Regions from separate parts of the Mus musculus genome. Here region 1 is linked to region 2. A link is a contact called in public promoter capture Hi-C data. All regions are on one chromosome and are shown on one strand. The core of a region is the stretch at or near the end of the contact, and the rest is flanking DNA. Distances in the headings are between cores, read along the strand shown. Region 1 holds the start of Srgn (serglycin). Region 2 holds the start of Vsir (V-set immunoregulatory receptor).

What was found. Promoter capture Hi-C pulls out the DNA fragments that hold promoters and counts their contacts.
Region 1: a promoter capture Hi-C map of pre-B cells shows a contact between it and region 2, with 2.6 times the contacts expected there. The contact joins the promoter of Srgn here to the promoter of Vsir in region 2. A contact is called at or near these places in 1 of 39 promoter capture datasets (pre-B cells) and 1 of 484 Hi-C or Micro-C datasets (CD4 T cells).

What each region holds. Positions count from the first base shown.
Region 1 is chr10:62,505,792-62,509,323 of GRCm38.p6, forward strand. It overlaps Srgn (serglycin), which reads right to left and starts at 1,966. Exons shown (of 3, transcript NM_011157.3): 1 at 1,851-1,966. The coding sequence starts at 1,923. Gm51804 (a long non-coding RNA gene) reads left to right here and starts at 2,013. Exons shown (of 3, transcript XR_003949006.1): 1 at 2,013-2,163; 2 at 2,283-2,496.
Region 2 is chr10:60,344,293-60,348,157 of GRCm38.p6, forward strand. It overlaps Vsir (V-set immunoregulatory receptor), which reads left to right and starts at 2,559. Exons shown (of 7, transcript NM_028732.4): 1 at 2,559-2,811. The coding sequence starts at 2,730. The region is part of intron 39 of Cdh23 (cadherin 23 (otocadherin)); the gene reads right to left.

The DNA.
Region 1 (3,532 bases), core at 716-3,215, 2.2 Mb after region 2:
TTTCCTCCCCTACCTCTCCCCCCCCCATGCTTTTTTTTTTTTTTTTTTTTTTTTTTTTTTTTTTTTTGAGATAAGATCTCACTAGTAGCACAGGCTATCCTGGAACTCTCGAAGACTGGGCTGGCCTTAAACTCACAGTCCCTCCTGCCTCTGCACCTTGAGTGCCTTAGAAGCCACCCAGCCCGACTCCTTCCTAATTTCTGGCTCGTGATGAAATAGACAAGGTTTTGTTTTTAGTCTAGTTTGATGTTTCTGGGAACTTTTGCAACTGAAAGGCTTACATGCACGCCTCTGGTAGAGAGACACCCAGAGCCAGGTGTCACAAATGCGGAATTCACAGCTGTCCATCTTGCCAGAGCACGTGGCTACCGGGGACTATTTCATGAAGCCAAAGGTTTTTCCCTGAAAGATCCGCATGAACTTGAATTCTGAGTCAAAGGGAAAAGTGTGGCTCTAGCTGTGTAGCAGAGCCCCGGACATGCATGAGGCCCTGGGTGTAGGCGCCAATATCACAAAGCTACATAAATAGAAGTGAGCCTTAGCAAGGTCACTTCCTGTTTTCCGATGACGACGTTAGCATAGCCCCATGAAAATAAGTTTCTAAACTTCCACTATGCAAGGAATTTCTGAAGTAACCTGTGAGATGTCATTTCGACCGGAAGTAAGAACGCTACAGCTAGGAGTCACTTCGAAGAAACTCCAGGACACGTATGTCGCTGTGACTCAACATTTCCTTTATGTTTTTCAACCATAAACTCGGCAACTTATTTATCAGGCCATGACCTTCTGCCTCATTTAGACATAGTTCCCTAAATATTAAGGCGAATAAAGTGTGCTTCTTTGTAGTTGTTGTTTGTTTGTTTGTTCTACAAACATTCCATCTTCTTAGAAAAAGTTTGAGGTTGAGTCAGCATGACTGAACAGCTGTAAAAGACAGTCAAATTTACAGACAGGTTTTCAAACGAAAACCTGTTTTCTGGACGAGAGCACAAATGCTAACACTCCTCAGGCTGTTTCTAAAATATTGTTTTAGAGTTAGCATTTTGCCTAGCCAAAATTGAATGTTTGGTAAGAGCCGAGCTTAAGAAGAAAGTAAAAATAGCTACATTTACCCCAATTAAAAAAAAAAAAAAAAAAAAAGCCGGGCAGTGGTGGCGCACACCTTTAATCCCAGCACTTGGGAAACAGAGGCAGGTGGATTTCGGAGTTCGAGGCCAGCCTGGTCTACAGAGTGAGTTCCAGGACAGCCAGGGCTACACAGAGAAACCCTGTCTCAGAAAATCACACACACACAAAAGCCTCTTTCATTGTTAAAATAACAGCGCCATCAGATTCCGTTCTTTGGAACCCAGCATGGAGACATACACCTGTTATCCCAGCACTCGGGAAGTAGAAGTTCCAGGTCCTCTTCAGCTGTATAGCAAGTTGAAGACCATCTTACGCTACATGAGACCTTATATCAAAATGGAGTTCATGCAGACAACTCAGTGATAGGATGCTATTCTAGAAAATTCCATGATGCCACCATCTCAGTAGATCAGTTGGGTAATTTTCCATTTATTTCTTGAATGCTTTAAATGAATAAACCACACATCTTTACCCAAAAAAATAAGAACACTTTTCAGTCATCCTGACAGGTTTTAAGGCCACCACTTACCTTAGAGTTTAATTAATTATTATTATTTTTTAGACCAAACTCAAGTAAACTCACACGAGGTTGTTGAGGCACCTGAAATCCTTCCTTACCTCCCCTCCCACAATAGGACACCCTGCACCTTCAGATGAAGACAATTACTTGTGCATATGCTGATGCCTTCAGAGCAGAGAATTAAAGATCCTGGGTCTCTTACCTTGCACTGAAGATCCCCAAACCAGGACGAAGGCGAGAGCCAGGACAAGCCTGCTGCCGACGGGAACCTGCATCCTGACCAGCTCGGCTCCACTCAGCCTCTGGATTAGCAAATGTAGCAGGGTGCTCTTTCTGTCCCTTTTAGAAAGAGGTTCCAAAACCTCAGACCCTGCCCAAGAACACACGTCACAGTTTCCTGAACAAATAGAAAGAGATCCACATCAACACCCAGAAAGAAGAAGAAAGTTGAAAAAAACAACAACTGTTCATACCCATGATGAAACTCCACCGGACTCCCCCTAGGCGTTTGCTGTGTGGTTATTATTTTTTCTTTTTCCAAAAAGCTCTGCCATCTGTCATTTGCATGTTTAAAAAAAAAGTTTTCCCCATCAAAAAGTCGAATCAGCACTTTCTTCCCCCTCCCTTCCTTCAGGTAACAATCTAAACAGACAGGAGGACTCAGCTGTTCCAGAACTGAGCTCGGCTCATCCACAGCGCACATCAAAGAGAAGCTGGGCGCGCACAGAGTCAGGCACAAGCAGGGAACATTCCGAGCCGAGCTGGGTTCTCAGCCCCCAGGATGAGCGGTCTCCGTTAACGTCCAGAGTCTGCTAGAATTCCTGGCTTTCCCTCTAGCTCACAAACAGGTGAGGAATATATATATATATAAAATCAGCTGCTCCCCAGGGATTGAGACCATGCATGTTTGCATCTTTTTTTCCTGTTTTTTTTTGTTTGTTTGTTTGTTTACTTCGAAAAAAAATTTTTCTTTCTGGTCTTGAGTAAGGCAAAAATCAGGAACAAGGAGGGCAGGTCCCCCCCTCAGAGGGCCGTGGAATGTGAAAACAGAGACACAGATGCTGCCGTTCATAAAGGACTAGCCGTTCCCTGGCCTCGAAGATTGCGGGGCTTTGGGGGTGCGGGTGCGGGAATGGCCACTCTGTGCTAGCCTCACAGTAAGGGTGGTTTTACGCTGTATCTGTAGCGAGACAGCTTTCTCTGCCTTTGCTCTGAGGGCTCAACCATTCTCCACTTCAGGGTGTCCGTTCCTCGGCTGCTCAGATGCCTGCCCCTTGGCCATCCTTTGATGGGTGGGAGGAGTTTCCTTCCCCTTGTTCTGGGCTTCCTGCTGATTCCTTAAGGTTTCCTGATAAGGACAGACTTTAGAATCTCATAGCTCAGGAGCCCTGATAGAGAAAATGAAGCCCTCCTTAGAAACTTCTCCTCAGAAGCCCCCTCAGAGCCTGGAAACCCTCAACTGTAGCAACCGAGGCGCACAGAGACCCAGCGCACACCGTGTGGAGTTTTAGTATCTGTTGGGATTTCTCTCCTCTGCCTTTGGTCCCTTTTCATGATAAGCTTCAATTAAAGCCCTGATAACAAAACGAAAGATCATGTTAACAGCTTCAGGAAGTTTCTCACGACACCTTCAAGGCAATTAGAAGTAGAGATGGATAATTTAGTCACCTTCACACAACCTACAATCACGTGGGAAGGGAGTCTCAGGGACGGAGATAGCCCGGATCAGGATGGCTATGGACAGGCCTAAGGGGGATTGTCTTGGTTATTTGGTGTGGGAAGATCCAGCCCATAGTAGGCAGCGTGATGCCCTCCCTGGTTTAGGGATCCGGATGGCAGCAAGCTGAGAGAAAACCAGCAATCATTTGTTCCTCTCTGCTTTGG
Region 2 (3,865 bases), core at 1,309-3,808:
CTTGAGGTTTGCTGGGCCAGGCCCACAGCTTGGGCAATGCCTGTGTCTTCCTGTGGTGCAACCCAAGGATGTTCAGTGCTGGGGTGTGTGTCAGGGGGAGGAAGGGGCAAGATAGGGGAGGTGCCCCGCTCTTCCCTGAAAGCACTCTACAGAGAATGGCTGGGGTGGGAAGAGGGCCTAGTTTCTACTTCATCTCTGCTGTCTTGGCTGTTCTCTGGCAAAAGAGAATATTCTTTGTTCTATCACCAAGAAGGACCCAAAGCTGTCTCACCAGATGGGGTCCCAAGGTCACATTCACACTCAGGGGCCTGACTTATGTTTTGATAGTTTCTGGGGTTCTCATGCCAGGGTGTTTGCTAGCTTTAGCCGTACCAAACTCGTGTAAGGTCACCTAATGATAACAGGACAGACTATCCTCCTGAGGTAGTCCTTCTTACCCAGTAGCCAGAGTGGGTGTGCCCATAGAGCCTGTGAGAGGCCACCCATATCATCTACAATGTATAGCTACCAGCCCCCACCCCCTGCCCCTAGTTGGATCCCTGACATTGTACTTGGACTGTCCTCTGACCTTTAGCTAGGAACCACTAGGAGTTCAACATCCTTGTCCTTAGACATAGTCACCCCCGCCCCCATTGGTAACCTCTACCATTCTATCTAGACAGGGCTTACTTTCAAGTCTGTCCCCCAGGTGACAGTGCAGATGACAGCCTTTTCACGTCCATCCTGTATAAGGGACTGGATCACATGGGAGCTGGGAGGCTGTGTGTGGTGGGACAGGCCTACGATCTCAGATACTTGAGAGGCCAGTGATAGAAAGGCTGTGATCAACTCAAGGCACTCCCGGGGAGCTTATTGAGAAGTTAAGAGAAAGGAAACAAAGAAAGAAACAAAGGAGACAAAGGAGGCTGGTGATGCAGTTTAGTGGCAGTGCACTTGCCTCGCATCCCTGAGGCCCTGGATCAATGCCCAGCACTGAAACAGAGTGAAGAAGAGAATCACTGGGGAGGGGGTACCCCTCAGCTGGCAGAGTACTTGCCTAGAATGTCTGAGTCCCCATGTCTGACTCAACACTGGGGAAGCTGGGTATGGTGGTATCCACTATAATCCCAGCACTCAGTAGGCAGAGGTAGAAGAATTAGAGGTTCAAGACTATTCCCGTTACACAGGAAGGTCAAGGCTAGTCTGAGATGATGGAACACACATAAACACACACACACACACACACACACACACACACACATGTACACACATGAGCACACACACAGTATACACACATATGTATATATGTAAACATATATATATATGTTCTCATGCATAGATAAATGTACACACGTAAACACATGAGCATACACACACTATATCTATATCTATAAAATCTAGGGTTCTCATGCATACACACATGTACACGTGTACACACATGAGTACACACACAATGTGTGTATACACACACATATATCTTCTGGTGTTCTCATTGGTGTTCTCATGTGTATATATATATATATATATATATATATATATATATATATATATATATATACAAAACACACACACACACACACACACACACACACACCGGTGGGAGGCCATGGTCCTCAAAACTCAGTAGGGCAGGGGAACTCAGGTAAGGAATTTACTGGTTCCTAGCTCAGATCTGGTCTTGTGGCTGAAGGAAGCACTGACAGGAGGGGTTGGGGAGGGGGCTCCAAGGTCAGGCCAGGAAAGAACAGAGTGGAGCAAGCTCTAAGTGATCGCAAGTACAAGGATGAGTGTAGATACCTATGAGGGCCCGGAGGACAGCATGGGAGTGAGTTTGTAGAGGGGCCATGGTGGTGCATCCCTGCAATCCCAGCATGCATTAGGCGAGGTAGAAGAGTCTTGAGGGCAGCCTGAGCTACAAGGCAGCATCCTGTCTCAGAAAGCTAACCCCTCAAAAACCACAAACAAAACTCCGCCCAAACAAAACAATACAAACCCCACAGAAACAAAACTCCACACAAGTATGTTGAAAACAAACTACCAGCAAGACAGAATCAAGGGAGCCTATGAATAACAGCCCAGCCATAGATAAAGCCCTGGGGGAAAGAGGCTGAGAAGGTTCCATGGGGCACACCAACAGATGCAGGAGCGTGTCCTGAGGTTGGGAAGTTCTGGGCTTGTGCATGCCCTGCGCGTGTTTCAGGTGTGTTAGCCGGTGGACATAACTGTACCAGGTGTATCAGCTGCAGGGCACACAAGCGCAGAATGAGCCAAACTCCCTCCCACTTGCTAAAGTCATCGTAGATTTCCCTTACTTATCCACCTACCCGCCCACCCATCTACCCTGGGCTGCTGGAGAACAGGGAGCCAAAGTCCTGCCTCCAGACTAGGAGAACCGCAAGGCAAGCTGGGTTAGACTAGGGTCCACACTTTAGTATGCACGGCCCTCACGATCTCTAAAAAGCACCGGGACTTACAGGGGGAAGTGGCTGGTTGGACACTTGCCACTTCTATCAGCAACTCCAGCCCTTCCCCACCCCCATCCCTGGGCTCTGGAGACGCCGTACCGCCCGCCGCCCCTCGGGGGCGCTGCTGGGCGGGGAGCTTGCTCGGCCGCCTGCCTCGCCTTGGGCTCAGCATTCACTCTAGCGAGCGAGCGGCGTGTACAGCCGGCTCCCTGGGCTCCTGGAGTCCCGCTTGCTCCAAGCGCACTCCAGCAGTCTCTTTCTGCTCTTGCCCGGCTCGACGGCGACATGGGTGTCCCCGCGGTCCCAGAGGCCAGCAGCCCGCGCTGGGGAACCCTGCTCCTTGCTATTTTCCTGGCTGCATCCAGAGGTAAGATCAACAGGCGGTGGGGTGCTAGCGAGAGCTCTAGGGAGTACAGCCCGGTAGTGTAGGGGGCAGGATGGGAGTGCCCTGAATCCCCTCAGCCTGCGGTAACCTTCACCTTACCGCTGCTCCGCTGGGACAGCCCAGCAGGGTGCAGTGGTGTCTCCATCCTTCATCAGGCACATCTTTAATTGCTAACAGCTGCCAAAACAGCAGGCACGGGTGTCCCTTGGGGACTGCCTGCCAGACACTTCCCTGACCCGAGAGTCCAGAGCAGGGGCCATGAAGAACTTCTGCAAGGCAGGAGATGGGCCGGAGGAGAATCACCCCGTCCTATGGCGGTTGCTGAGTGCATTTTGACACCTGGGGCATCTCCCTGACTTCTGGCAACAGAGTCTAAGAGGACTTAGGGGGTGTGGTGCTGTGACCCTGGTATTCTATCCCCCTTGACACTTGTGTGTGAGTCTTGATGGACACTCCCGAATCTGAGCATGCTTGTCACCTGCTCTGTACTGAAAGTCTAAGGACCCGTTTGAGTGATCAGTGGGCTTCTGTCATTTAACCTTATTACAGCTGAGGAGTTGATTTGGATGAGTAAGAAAGACACGAGGGACACTCCCCTGAGCCCAGCAACCAGCTTGGATAACTCCTCGGCAGGGACACAGAAGCCCCACACAGGGAGATGTCACTTCCAAAGTCCAGACTCACAATCTGTACATTGTTCCGGGACACAGGGGCTCCCTAGAGCCCAATCTTTGTTTATTCGGTGAAGATCTCAAAGAAAAAGGGGAGGATACCCTGATAGTTGCCCAAACAGTAGACAGGTGGGTCCCCTGAGATGGCCTGCCTGATACTTCCCTGCTCAGAACCCAGGGCACGGGTGGCTTCTGCAAGGCAGGGGAGAGGAAGGGTCCAGAGGGAGTCACCATTGTCAGGACAGAGATGGAATGCTCAGCTCCGCAGAGGGAGCCAATAGCTGCATCAGAAAAGAAGGAAGAGGGGTTAAGGGGTTGAAAGGGAGGAGAGACAGGGAACTAACTCTTTATCAATACTGGGAGGC